Linked DNA regions of Triticum aestivum: region 2 is linked to region 1. A link is a contact called in public Hi-C data. All regions are on one chromosome and are shown on one strand. Each heading gives the region's core, a stretch centred on a gene start, on an enhancer-like site or on the middle of the called end of the contact. The rest is flanking DNA. Distances are from core to core; before and after follow the strand shown.

The links. A called contact is a pair of places that touch in the nucleus more often than the background predicts.
Region 2: a Hi-C map of leaf shows a contact between it and region 1, with 7 times the contacts expected there. The contact joins the promoter of LOC123160113 here to the promoter of LOC123156815 in region 1. A contact is called at or near these places in 3 of 5 Hi-C or Micro-C datasets (all in leaf).

The regions. Positions count from the first base shown.
Region 1 is chr7B:374,513,550-374,520,992 of IWGSC CS RefSeq v2.1, forward strand. LOC123156815 (oxysterol-binding protein-related protein 2A) reads right to left here and starts at 1,314. Exons shown (of 10, transcript XM_044574999.1): 1 at 873-1,314. The coding sequence starts at 1,250.
Region 2 is chr7B:375,270,486-375,278,106 of IWGSC CS RefSeq v2.1, forward strand. LOC123160113 (sm-like protein LSM2) reads right to left here and starts at 5,181. Exons shown (of 3, transcript XM_044577933.1): 1 at 4,965-5,181; 2 at 4,735-4,893; 3 at 1-193. The coding sequence starts at 4,967. The coding sequence ends at 74.

The DNA.
Region 1 (7,443 bases), core at 64-2,563:
GCTGCAACACACAAACCTTAGAAATTTGACCAAATCTGTGGAAAGTACAAGGCCTCCATGTCCAGAGATGTGCCTGTGGCTGCGTGATAGAGAAAGCTAGCTATGGTCTCTTTTTGGGGGAGATTACACTTGAGGGGGAGAAAAATAGCAATGCCTTTTTGTTCATTTGTGGTGAAGCTAGATAGAGCTAAATTTGGACAAGAATTTGCGGGTGGTACTGGACCACGGAAATGGTGATTGGTTAATATAAAATCCAACCTGTTGATAATAAGCAATTGGTATAAAACTTAAAATGTCCATCCAAATCACGAACAAACCACAAATCGGTTAGAAACCTGCGTCGAAACACAAAGACTTTTCAAGCATTTTGATTGATTCCCTGATCACCTCTATTAAGCACCGACGAGAAAAAAAAACATCGGAAATTTCAAAGAGACAGGACATGAGATGAATAGTTTGGTACGACGATGCACCGCCGGCAAAATGACAAGGAATATCACGTCACTTCGATCCAGCGCTATGACGCGCTCTCCCACCAACCATTTCATCATAAACAAGGCGAAAGCGCGTTCACCGATGCAAGAACTGGGAAGGGATTAACTAATAAACCTCGGGGAATCTGAGCATTTGATCCAGGGACGCAATGCAATGTGCCAAACGAAGCACTGGATCGAGGGGTAAGCACAAGAAAATTCAGAAGAAGAAGAAATCGCACGGAGTAAGAGACGGGGTTGAAACGATCGATCAGAAATGCGGAGGCGAAATCTGGAGAGGAAATGGAAACAGAACTGCCCCCAGCCCCACCATGAGGCGGGTGCACACGGACGCCACAAGGCGACGAGGAGAGGAGAGGAGAGAAGGCAACCACCGACCTTGAGGCAGACGACTCCGACGGGCTTCTCCGGGCGGCGCCCCCCGGCGATCCTCGCGGACGCGCCGCCGATCAGCCTGACCTCCCCGTCGTCAGCGATCCGTCCCGCCGCCTCCCCGCCCCCCGCGTCGGCCCGAATCTTGGAGTAGGAGAGCACCCCGTCGCGGAGCGAGAACCAGCGCTCCCGCCACCCGCGGCCGTAGTTGGTCCACTTGTGCAGCACGCCGGCCACCGCTACCGACCCCGGCCCCGGCGTAGCGGTGGCCGCGGCGGGCTCCGGTGCCGGCGTGGGCGACGCTTCGGGCTGCGGCGGCGCGGAGGAGAGGCAGCAGAGCGCGTGGTGGTGGTGGTGGTGGTGGTGGCTGCTGCTGTGCGTCATCGTCGTCGGCTCGACGACGGCGAGGGGAGAGAGGGGGGGACGGGACGCGACGCGACGCTTAATTTAGGAGCGGTTGGATGCTATTTATGTGTGGGTCACTCTGTCTCGGTGGGTGCTCTGCTCCCTCTTCATCTTGCTCTTCCTTAATTACTTATTGAAATACTTATAAGATCGATTTAGATCACTAATATATAGTGATCTAATCGATCTTATGTTTCTTTATAGAGGAAATACTTATTACTGATGTATCTTTTTCATTAGAACTATATATTCCCTGAAGGGGCTTTTTGATCAAAGAATCCTTCCTAGGTTTTGTCGTTTGATTCATAGGATTCAAATTATAGATCAAAATTCAATAAAATCATTTGTGCTAGATTTCATGAAAAATCTAACATGCCCTACAATCTCTTAAAAAATTGTTTATTTTTTTCCGAAAAAAATTTGTTTATTTCATGTGATGCAATCAAACAAACTTAAATCCCATGGGAGTCATTCTTATATTTTTTAGTCCTTCGTCTTTTACAATTTGGTGACTCAAAAAGGCCTGAACACTAATAATTACATGGATTATAGCCCCCGCTACGAGGTGCCTAAGTAAAACGTGTCACCCTACAGCGTCATACAATGATACAAAACACTTCGAGCTAAGGAATGCCTCTTCATGTTTGTAGTTCTATATTAATTTCAAAAGGAGAAGAACGATCCATAAAGCATGGCCATGTCATGCCCCTTCTCTTCTCTAGTTCTCTTGCACGTAGGATTTTTCAGGACACGCGAAGAGCGAGAGGATATATTTCGTCCCATACAAAAAGAACTCACCAGGATTAAGAGAAGCAAGATGCGGCAATACACCAATAGTAATACATATAGGAAGAAGCAACTTTGCGAAAACAAAAATAGTACCGCCAAGTCACAACCATGCCAAAATGTACTTTCTTCACCTCTCGCTTCTTGTTGTTGGAAGTAAATAAGTTTTTTTTAAGCTTCTTCAACTCACTTATTGTTAAAATTCCAGCCAAATGAATTATCTAATGTCTCACTGCCATAAACAGGAAGTATTACTTAGTTAAGCCTACATGGGGTTATATTCTTATATGAAATAATAACATCTGTCAAGTTGGTTGTCATATGTACACCTAACAAAAAGGGTTAGGAACTGATTTAAGATACGTTTCTTCTTCAAAAGCCATGGGATCAAACCTGCACACTATTATGATTTTTTTTAAATGAGACACACATAGGAGGGAGAGAGAGAGAGAGAGAGTAGGGTGGGAAGCAAGGACATATATCCCGCTTATTGCACTACATGCAAGGGGGCATGCACAGGATGTCATAGGGATCAGGAGTGCTTCACGTGCTATGACTAGATTTAGCGGGCCTCAATGCACACTCGCTTTAGGCTGGTCATAGTTCGAGTAACATAGGTAGTAACATAGATGCCACATAAGCAAAAATATTGATGTGGCAAGTAATTAATGAGGAGAGAGGCACCTAATATGTATTATGTTTTTTAAGCATACCTATTTTAGATTTATCATCAAATAAAGTTTCTAACCATATAATTTTTATGTCACATTATACATGTTTATATTAGTCAAATTGAAGACCCAAAAACCTATGCCCGACTTATAAACCCAACTGTAGAAAGTAGTTAAAATGTACCACTAGGACTATAACATGTATTTAGTTAGTCAAGTCGATGATCAAAAACTACTCGCACGCCCTATACACCCGGACGAAGGAAGTACAGTAGTAACCATGGTGATGAGTGTACCATGCTAGCCTCGGCAAACTCGAGAGCTCACGCGTTTCCACGATGAACACTAATAAGTTGTTTAGAAAGGATAGTACTTAAAGATGCCTAATACGTCAATAAAAACATAAATGTGCCTAGTAGTTATAGAAACATGCATAAATGCAAATCAAATGTTCATGTTCGCTCAAAGCCCGAGCAAACTCGGAGCTTTCCATCTTACACACTTTCGCAGTGAACACTAAAATTGTAAAGCACCATTGTCTAACAGTTCTACAAAATACATAAATGCAGACCAAATGTCCATGTTCTATATATTAACCTTTTTTTGTGGGGTGGGGGGGGGGCAATCTCAATACGAAAAGTTCTTTTTTATGCTTTGGCATCCAATCTTTGCAGTGAAGACTAACCAATCCCTTGTAACTCTGACCTTGAAATGCATAAATTTTCTAAGATGCAGTTTGAAATGAAAGGAGAAGAATTATTATGAAACATCGCCATTTTACAGAAGGTACCATGAATGTCGAAGCAACAAAACGTACCAATCACTTTCCAAACGGTGGTTTGCTTAGAAGAAAAACTTTCCACAGATTTTAATTTGGTCAAGGTGTGGCGCGTGTGCATGTCTGTGTATGCCTTGCTTTGCCGGCATGTGTGACCAACAAGCTAATCAGTCATTGATAGGATGGAACGAAGAGCGTGTCAGTGTGAATATGTGTATCCTGAGAGCATGGTTAATACTATAGTCAGTTGCCGGCTATATATTTTTGCCATATCATATATAGTCAATATTATAGCAAACATGTATAGTAGTTAACTGCAAATAGATATCATTTCATTAATATATGGTATATCTTAAACTCTCATAAAGTTTCTTGAAGCACGTGTTGCAGCTGTCTGTTAATTTACGATTCGTTTCTCTTCTCTCTCCCACAACTCATCGAAAATATACTACTCCAACTCATAAAAAATATACTACTCCCTTCTATAGCCCGCTTATACCACTTTATTATAATATGGATCAAAGAGAGTATTTAAATTCTTATAAAACGTTTATATATCTTATTATACTTGCTCTAATAAGTTAAGGAATAGATACCGGGCACACTCAAAATAGTCAGGTACCTTTACATGGTTGTATTTTCAACACTGAATTACGAAAGCCACATGATGAAAGCTATTGTAATAAGGCCAAGAGGGCAGCAGTAATCTAGGAGCATCATCGACTTCGTCAGGGCGGACGAACATGAAAAGATTTCTTTGTAATTCCAGACAAGACTGAAAAGCGAGTTTCATATAATATTCAGTTCATGATACTACATATCATTCTATAATCCCGTTAGTCAAACACTATTTTAAAGTTTGACAAAATCTGTATAAGAATGTATCAAGATGTACAATACCAGATAGACAATATAAATAACATTGTGAAATGCTCCTAAAATATACCTTTTTACGCCGAGTAAAGAAAAAACTCAGAGAGAGAGAGAGAGGAGGTGATGTGATGAAGTTTTAATAGTAACTGCTCTGGGATCTGGTCACGGTATGAGATGAGTTAATTAATTAGAGGACGGTAGGGAGATTAATTAAGTACTAGCATGGATCCGGTGAAGACGGAATTAAGTAGGCTTGGCCCATGTGTCATGAACAGGACAAGCTCCAACTCCAAAAAGTTCAAAAAAAAAAATTTACAGCATACTGGATCCTCCTAGTATGGAGTTGTTGATCGAGTTGAGAGATACCCATACCCGTTTGTTTGCAGTACATGTAATCTATATCTATATCTATACCTACTATTAAAGGGAGTAGATATTCTTGGTTTAGTTTCGCTTTGTTTCGTTCCGTTTAGGTGATTTTTTTTCTTTTTCGTTTCGTCCTGCCTCGAAGATTTTTATTATCCGAGGTGGTACTATTTTTTGACGCTGCGCAAGCTCGCTCACGTTCGCTTGGCTGGGCCAGTGTATGCGACCGAAGCCCATCCAGGCAAAAAACAAATACGGGCGTCTATCAATTTATGGGCTTTGCCTAAAAAAGAAAATCAATTTATGGGCTGCGAGTGGGCTCCTGAAAATCAAGTAAAAAATGAATGGGCTTCGTAATATCATTTGAAATATAGTTTACACAGTGGAGACTCGAACACAACACCTCTCAATTCAAAAGAACCTGCAGTAACCAATTCGAGGGTTTATATTGAATCACCCCAATATATGTTCTCTGATTGCTTGCAAGAGACTAAAAAGAATTGACCCTTAGATTGTGTGGTTGCCATGCAAAAAAAAAGAGAAATATTCCGGGGCATTAATTGCCGGCGAGGAGTCCCCTTGATTAAAGGGAGGGATCATGATGGGGCTGGATTTGTGTGTCTTTTAAGGATGCGTTTGGTTGAAGGTGTCGTATGAATGGGTTGGGACCGTTCAATTTTTTTGGGATTGAACCATTCAATTCATGTGTTTGGCTGAATATAAGTGGTGAGCTAATTATTTAGGTCGGGACCACCAGTCATGCTCACATAGTCATGCATGCAAAGGGTGTCCATTTGATTCGACCGATTTGGTTGGGTGGAACGGTTCAGCATCTTCATGGCATATTCTCTTTTTTTGGCTCGAACCATTCATGTGCTTTATAACCAAACATGTCTATTTTCTGAACGATCCCAACCCATTCATGACCGCCCTTGCAACCAAACGCACCCTAAAGGATGCGGGATTTGTGGGCTGCTAATGCACCCATAATTAACGGTTAACAGTTGCACAATTAAGGAAGGATTGCTGCAAGCCGACCCGTGTTATTAGGAAGAAAAGGAAAGAATTTAAAAGAAGAAATATGAAGTAGGAATTATTTCAGGCAGTGTGAAGGTCAAGTTAACAATTATTGATTTGTAGCCAAACATTTTGTGATTTTTTAATAAATTATATCCAATATTATGCATACTCATTTGATCTAAGGTTAATTTTGAATAACTTAAATATTCTTTTTTTGTCACGAATGAACCGATGAGCCAGCGGTACAACCGGTAAGTCGCTCATTCGTTTTTAAAACTATGATTAGATGGCCATGACGGGAGAGCACACCATAGTTCGCTGCCGGAAACATACCCAAGTTCATGCTAGAGGTGAAGAAGGAGGACGGTGTCGACAGTGAAGTGTATGCAGTTTGTGTTGACTCAAGTAATTGATGTCCTTCTGACTTAACTTAATTTGCTGAGTAGGAAATGCATCAGCTGATTTGTTAAGACATTTGTGTTGAAGCACATGAAGATGTATGTGACGCACAAGGAACTACAAGCCGGTGTAGGAAGATGTTTGTGAAATTGGCATGGTAGAGTGTGATGATCAAGCTCGCCGTCTTGGGATTGATGGCGTTTGTTGTAATAGGTGGGCAAGTGACCACCATCATGATGACATGGGAGAAATGGCAACCAAGATGACTCGTGAGGTCTGTGCGTGAGTTTGTTTCTCCCGTTGCAACGCACGGATATTTGTGCTAGTCTACATCTACGCTAGGGGACCATATTTTAAACACGGAACTTTCCACAGTTCACGGTAATTTCAGTACTAGTTTTACCTTTTTGAGTTGGTCAGTCGTATGTATACCGATGAGGAGTACTAGTCAGTAGTACGTCCAGCATGCGTTGGAAGCAAGGATTATGTATTTGGATATGATGTTCTCTCCGCCCGCGTGCAGGAACATGTTCCCTGCTACTGTATTTGGATATGATGTACATCACTCGATTACAAGTACTAGAGACTCGAAACTCACGCTTTTTGGGTGAGCACACATAAATACTACTCCCTCTGTTTTATAATGTACTCCCTCCGTTCCTAAATATTTATCTTTTTAAAGATTTAAATAGACTACCACATACAGATGTATATAGATATATTTTACAGTGTACATTCACTCATTTTGCTCCATATGTAGTCACTTGTTGAAAACTCTAGAAAGACAAATATTTAAAAACGGAGGGAGTAAGTTGTTTTTTTGACACTACACTAAAGTCAAAAAACGTCTTACATCATGGGATGGAGAGAGTAGTATGTGCCCGTGTACACTTTGCTTTACTCTTTCCGTTTCTTTTTAACTTTCAGTGATATAATTTTTACATTATACATCCATATACTATTAATCTTGTCAATAGTATAAGGTAGCCTCGAAAACACATTAGGCTTATATATCTGAATGGAAGGAGTATAAATTTTGTCTTAAGTCAAACTTCATCGTGTTTAATTTATCCATCTATGTGGACTTACCCCTTCGCTCTCGTATGCAAGGCACCCAAGCTCTAGGGTTTCTCTTGCCTCCCGTCGGTGTCGCCGCCTGTCTACCTCATCTCATGTGGTCTTACGACCATGGAGGTGGCGGGAGGGCTTCGTTTTTAGACGATTTTTGAATTTTTTTAGGGTTTATGCCCTACTCAGAGAGGCAAGGCGGTGGCAGCTC
Region 2 (7,621 bases), core at 3,931-6,430, 760 kb after region 1:
CCATACATGTTCCAGTTCCACAAATCAGATTAGAATTATCCCACGGACGAGAAAAGAGAATAAACTATATCAATCAGCCGCCCCGTGCCTCCCTCCTGGTAGCGTCATGGAGGATGTCGATGTCAACCCCGTCCTGCGGAAGCAGTACGTAACGCACCACAGATCCCCTGATGAAGCAGTTCCGCACCGATAGCTGCCAACAGGAATTGTCAGATTAGCGTGTGCAAATGAGATCAATGTTAGTACTACTTTACTAGTTTGCATAGTAGCGACGAACAGATGCATCCGAGTGTTTTCCAGATATACTAATTGACCGGCCGAGTATGACAAGAGTGGCGTAACATACATGGTTTGTTGACCAAACACGGACATGAAAGATATCTTTTATACAGGCAACTATCACGGCCAACAAAACATTACACTATATGATACTAGCTTCACCTTTGGGAATACCCCATGTATTATGCACTCGTCCTTTTATTCACTATAAGCTACCTAGGGGTTAAGCTCTCACAATCAATTAAGGTGTACAATTTGAGATTTTGCCCCAAGACTTTGACTTGGTCACTCAGTGGGTCCCTTTGGTCACTACATGGGATTTACTTTTTGTCACTGCATGGGATGTCGGTTAGACTAGGCGTTTGGTCTAACCAAATCGATCAGTTCGGTTCTTCAATTAATAAAGAAATTTGGTTCCTTCGTATATGTGATGACTGGTCGGTTACTCCACAAATGCAAAACCAATTGATTTTTGCACCTAGAACTCGGTTCAGCCCTCAGTCATGACTGAAGAGGACCGCTATTTTCTGGGTGGAACAAATCAGGAGTCAAATCTTAATAAGCAAGACACGATGGAACATACAAGCAGAAATCAAGCACTGGCAAGAATGGTAGGAGGAAGGAAATGCCAGAAATCATTGCAGGCGAGCCGCCGGCCGCTATGCGAGTGCTATGAATGCTATCATCGGCCATGAAGGAGCCATGGCCATCGCGCATGGAAGCCATGTGAAGCCATGTGAACGACTGGACACTGTGCGTTAGGAGATCCAGGCACAACATTCGGCCATGAAGGACAGAAGGAGCCATGGCCACAGCCGCGTACAAGTCATGGACACTGGCGGTTGCTGGGACTATGCGAGGTAGGAGAACGGAGGTGGCCGCGCTACGGTTAAGAATGGAACGCACTAGGATTGGGGGTTGCGTACGTTTCGGCGGATGTAAGGTTACATAGGTGTAGTTGGTAGATGGGCTATTGCCTATTCGGCTTAGTTTGCTAGGCCTTGATGCAATATCTCAGTCCAATGAGCTAAGTTCGGTTTTGAACATTGGTAACCTTTTTCAACTTTGGTCTTGGTTTTCTCGATCCAGTTTTGGGTTCACGGTTTTTCTTCCCACCCCTACCGGACACTTGTTACACCTAGCCTGGTATGATCTCCCGTGTCACTTAGTTGCCCTTTTCGGCGGTGTGTGTCGGTTGCACATGTGTTTGCTTAATTGGGGTCCTTAGGAGAGACGAGAAGGGTCACTTTGCTACTTGCGACAGGAGAATGTGGCGTCGGTTCATTGGACTGTTGTGTCGCTCTATCTTTCTGTTCTAGCTTCCCTTCAAGTCCATGTTGTTCCGCACCTATTGCATCAACGAGATTGGGCAGAGTGTAGACGTCGTCCGCTCCTCCGTGTTGAACCTCGACCTATTGCATCAACAAGATTGGGCAGAGTGTAGACGTCGTCCGCTCCTCCGTGTTGGACCTCGACTGTTTCAGCATGGCCTTCAAGCTCGCCGAGTTCACCACCTTCTATTCACCGTTGACACTCTAAACCGGTGTAATGCCGCCACAACGGATGAATGATTCCTTGGCCTCGTGGGTGCTGATGTTGGTGGTATAGGCGCAGATAGTTCAACTTGACAAGGATGAAGGAGGAAGAAGGCCAAGTTCAGTGTCGACATCATGGAGCCCAAGGTTGGGTTCCACATTACCGAGGCCACCAGAATATGTTGCGAGTCCAGCGAGTATGTGTAGGAACTACTTCATGTCGTGTGACTGCATTTCGATTAGCTCATTGACCATCCTTTATTTTCCCTTTTGTTGTGATCCTTCTTTTAGTTTTGGTTTGGTTTGGGGATAGACAATGAGGAGAGGTCCTGTCATTCGGAATCCTAAGATTCAATGTTGATGGGATGTTTGGTCGATGGGTTTTGGTCAACCTGTTTCCGTTTTGATTTAATGGATCTTTGGGCTGTGGTTGTTGCGATGGCACGCACATGCTATGTGTTCTTCTTGCGTTGGGGAGCATGGTGCCGTCTGTCACTTTATTAGGGGCGGTGTCTTACGATTTTGTTGTTATTTCTCTGCGTTTGTTGGTTGGAATCCTTCGGTTTCTTTGTTCTTGTGTTGCCTAGGCTTTTGTTCTTGTGTATGTGGCTGACCGTGTTCTACCAATACAAGGAACACTGAAGCAACCAGAGAGACGCTCGGAGGCAAGCGGTGCGGCATAGCGCCCATACCAATGAGAGAAGTTCAAAAGGGTATCCACTCTGAAATACCTGCACGGAATATCGTTAGTTCAACTTACCTGCCCAAAAGGAGAACTACATATCTACAATACTAGATCAGTGCATTATATGCTATCCAAAATGGCATGCATCGCCCATTTGGTTGTATGGCGAAAAGGTTATTCCAGCCATTGTTTTTAAGGCGTCTGTAAGGGGCGCCCTCTGATGGCAAGGCGTCGAGCCTGGCCTAGACAGCTTCGTAAAGCATTCACTTTAGACCATAGGGTATATGAATCGTCTTCCTAGGCATGCAAGGTTGTGCCTTGGGCCAGATCAGATGCCATTGGCTGCTCCCACGCGGGGAAGAGTGGCCCAAGCGGGAAACTTTCGCGGGAAAGATTGGGCCCACGCGCAACCGCAAACAGGTACCAGGCGGAGGGCGGGAGAGAGGATCGAACAAATCGTCCAATCCACGTGAGAGGGATTCCTTTTCTCCTCTCTGACCTTTGGCGGCGGTCCTCCACGGCTCCGATCTGTGCCTCTCCTCTCCGGGCTCAGCTCCCCCTCCTCCTCTGGCGCAACAGCAAGGTGTGGCTCCCATTCTAGTCTCGCTTCTCACCTGCCCTTCTCTGCTTTTATTCCACCCCTCCAATACTCTGTTTCTCCGTGCAGTGTAGCTAGATGTGCTTGGCTGCTTGCCTGTTCCTTCTCTTCATCCATTTCCTCCCAAATCTGCTTCTCCATCCACAAGGCAGCAGCCCCAGCACCTCTTCTCCCCTTCCCCATGTTTGATCCGGTTGCTCTAGTGATTTGGCTCTTCTCTCTTTTTATTTCACGGCTGATTGGGCCTTCTCTCAGTGTTGCTGCAGTAGCCAGGTGTCCTCATGGATCCTGTGGCCGGTAATGCTTATGATCTATTCAACGATCCTAGGAGAAGAGCTACATCCGACGATCCAGCTTGGAAGTATGGGTTCTGGCCAGATTTAGAGAGGAAAGATTTACTCCAGTGTACACTGTGTGGCAAGATAGTCCATGATGGAGTGAGAAGGCTGAAGCAGCACCTTTCTGGGGGTTCTAGTGATGTGGATAAGTGTCCTGAGGCATCCATGGAGATTAGGATAGAGATGCGCAATTCCTTAAACACATATGTATGTACAGTTTATTATGTTAATGCTAGTTGTTAAATCTCCTAATTGTTTGCCATATATTGTATATGTATGTGTCTAAGGCGTCGCCTCGCCTTACGTTTTAGCGCCTCGCCTCGCCTTACAAACATTGATTCCAGCACAATGTTAGCTTTTAAACCACAAGGTTCACACAACAATTCAATTCCAACTGTTCAGATTGTTACATGTGTAACGTGTACTGGGATTAAGGGACCAACATTTCCTGTGCAGGTAGTAACAACACCTTCTATAACATGTTATAAACCAGGTGAAGCACTCATTACCAATCTACAAAATTTGTTGCATGTATGCGGCTAGAATCTTAACCTTATGAAATTACCTGGCATTATTATTACAAGAAGCTTAACGTACCAAGATCAAACGAGTTCTACCAGATTTTTTGGTACAGCACGAGCTAACCATGTCTGGTTAACACTAGAGGCACTAGTTTAAAACTTAACTGAATCAACATATGAGGTATGTGAAACATAACAGAGACCCACTAGAAACACTCGTTTAAGACTTTAACTGAATCAACATATAGAATATACAGAATATAATCAGGTCGCACGCGTGATGCCTTACTTTTTATTTCTACCATGTCTTTAGAGCTTTAGACTAAAATTGTATGTTTTTCAGGAAGCGTGGATACCATCCAGTTAGACAACACCCCTGAATTGAGCTCTAACTAATGATATTAAGGTAGACTGCTAGGAAGTTGAATGACGCAGAGCAACCATCACTGGTATATAACTTACAATTAGATTGCTTGCTTAAAGCTACTCTTTTGGTATTTACTTCCAAGATAAACCTTAACCATTGCAACAAAAATCTGGAATCACAAGTCTACGATCCCAACAGGAACCACCACTACACTGTTTCCTAAGTCAACGAACACACCTTGCAGCCTATAACAAGAGTATGACACAAAAACAATCACCTAAGCAACAAGATATTGGGTTAGTCTTCATCTAGGGAATCAAGCGATCCATACAGCGCTCTACTAAAACAGCAGGCAGCTTATAGGCATTGACTAATTACGCACTGGCATAGGCCGGATGAAGATGATCATACCATGTGGGGATACTTGTCCTGGTCGACGACCCGAGTGTTCTCGAGCTTGATGTTGAGGTACTGATCCACCGAGTGGAGCGTGCCGCGGATGGCCAGGTCGTTCTTGAGCTCCACCGTAACCTCCTTCCCGACGAGCTCCTTGAAGTAGGAGAAGAACAGCTGTACAACAAACGAGCATCAAATCAACCATGCCGGCTTCAGGACCTGGCTCAAAAGCCTGAGCTACTCACCATATTGGCTTCAGAAAGCTCGCCGCCGATCCACCGGAGGGGGGAGGACGCTGGTCGGCAGAGCCAGGCGGTGGTTGACGGAGTTGGGCCGCCGCCGCCGGATGGGGGTGGTGAAGGGTGGGAGAGGGAGATTGAGTGGGAGGGACTCTGGTTTGTGGGAGACGGACGACGAGAACCCTAGGCTAGCGTCGCGGGCTGCTTGGGCGGACAAGGCCCAACCTGCTCTTTTGACGACTTGTTTTTTTCACGACGACCGACTAACTTTTGTTTTTTTTTTTAGCAAATCCGACCGCTGTTCGGCGATTTTTTCACCGGGGGAGACTTCTTCGAGGAAGCAGCAACTCACACCTTTGGGGAGCCTGGTAAATGGGCCGACCCACATACTGCTCGGCGAGTTTTATCTTTTTTGTTTTATATACTACTTAAATTTTCAATATTACCTACAAAAACTTAAATTTTCAGTTAAGTTCAGGAAATTAAAAAAATAATGAAAACGTTCAAAAATGTGAACAATTTTATAAAACATATAGTAATAAAAATATGTTCAGGTGTTTCGAAAAAATGCACGTGATATTATAAAAAAAGGTTAACCATGTATTTAAAAAATGTTAAACATCTACAGAAAATGTTCCTAATGTATACGACAAAATGTACAACGGATATGAAAACATCGAAATGTAAAACATTCATGAAAAAAGTAGACATCAAAACATAGAAAAAATGTTAATTATGTATAAAAATGTTAAACTGGTATAAAAGAATGTTCTTGGTGTGTAGGAAAAATGTACAATGTACATGAAAAAAGTAGACACCAAGGCATATATTGGGGAAAATGTATTTTTGAAAAATGTTAAGCGTGTATAATAAATGTACATTGTGTGTAAAGAAGAGTAGACACGTGTTGAATTTTTTTTTAAATAAACAAATGAAAACTGGAAAGAAGAAAGAAAACTGACAAAAACAAAGAAAAGAAAAAAAATGAGAACAAAATTGTGCCTAACATGAGAAACAGAAAAAACTTGTCCTACAGTAAAGGGTCGGACCAGTAGAGCGCTCACGAGAGGCGAGATTGAACTTCACCTCGCAAATGGGTGATACATAGCTCTAGCGACTAACTGGAGGGTACCCCTTCGCGAGGACCTCTAGGGGTCACTTGGGACGCTTCTGCGTTGACAAATGGTGCACCCGGCCGCCGTCAGATGTTGCGCGCTTGGCACACCTGCGGGGACGTCTTTTTTTATTCATTTCTGCATGCATTTTGGAATTTTTTTGGTTTGGGGGTGGATTCTGCTTGTTTTTCCTAGGTTTTTGTGGGAAAATACTTTATTTTTCTTTTTTATCGTGTGAAGCACTCCGTGTGAAAAGCAAAGTTGTGCTTCACAGTGAAGCGCAAACATGCTTTTCACTTTCGGGAAGCACAGAAATCACAACTTTGCTTTTTTGAAAAGTAAAAAAGCATACTTGTGCTTCTGTGAGAAGCACAACTATCCTTCTCGGAAATGGTTCACGAAAAGTGAAAAGTACAATTGTATTTCCGTTTTTCGAGCTTCTGTTTTTTGTTTTTTTCGTTTCTTTGTTTCCATTGGGGGGGGGGGGGGGGCGTCCAAACCTATTAACATGGGATCTATCTTAGAGGATCTTGACGTGAGAAACACAACGATGAAAATGATTTGGGTGTGCGGTTTAAGAGATAATACATTTATAAAAAAACACGAAACTCTCAGGTTGCGACAAGTGCTACACATGCAATGAGCCATTCATCACCATAAGAGAAGATGAGAGTGTTCTTTGTAACGGGTACCCTCCAACTAGTGATTTCGTAAAAGTATACATTTAACCCCGAATCCACTTCAATAGAGCCATAATTAACGAAAAAAGGGTAAATGTAGCCTTTGAGTGGTTTTGCAACAGCGGGTTTTGGTTGTAACAAGTCTGATTGAATTATGAACCGTACGATGATGTGTCACTAAATGGTTTGGGATGAAATTTCCCTGTTTGCAAGACGAACCCTAGCTCTCGAGTTCCTCTGTCTCCCTGGAACCCTAGCAGACGATTTCCCCAAGCTCACATCCGACAAGGATTCATCACGCTCAACAAAATCCATCGAGGCGCCTTCACACGACAATGGAACCAGCACTGCCGTGTTAGATCCCAACAACTCTATGTTTTGTGGGCGATGGGATCTTCAGGGGGTGGGAAGATTGCCTGCTAGGGTCCCATGTAAACAAGGGGGTTCAAGAGCTAGGGTCCGTCGCGCAAATGAGGAAATTTTATCCCTAACCATTCAATGGCACGTCATCATGACATTGATAGCTCAGTTAGCCTCATTACAGCCAAAAACACTATCGATATGATGCAAAACCACTCAAGGGCTAAAACCGGATTTATTAACTTCAGGGTCCAAATCACATGGTTTTTGACACGGGCATGACTATTGAAGTGGATTTGAGGGTGGAAAGTATATTTTCCTCTTTTTTCACCCCAAAAGCTATCAAACTCTTTTTTCTGGAAGAAATGATTTTTTAGTGGGGTGACGCATGGGCCCGTTCGTTCATGGACTGACCCACTTTGTAGAGTTCAGCGCTTCACTTCAGTTAATTTCTAGTTTTTTTTAAAAAAAATAGTATGCTCATGTTTCAATTCGATTTGTTTGTTTC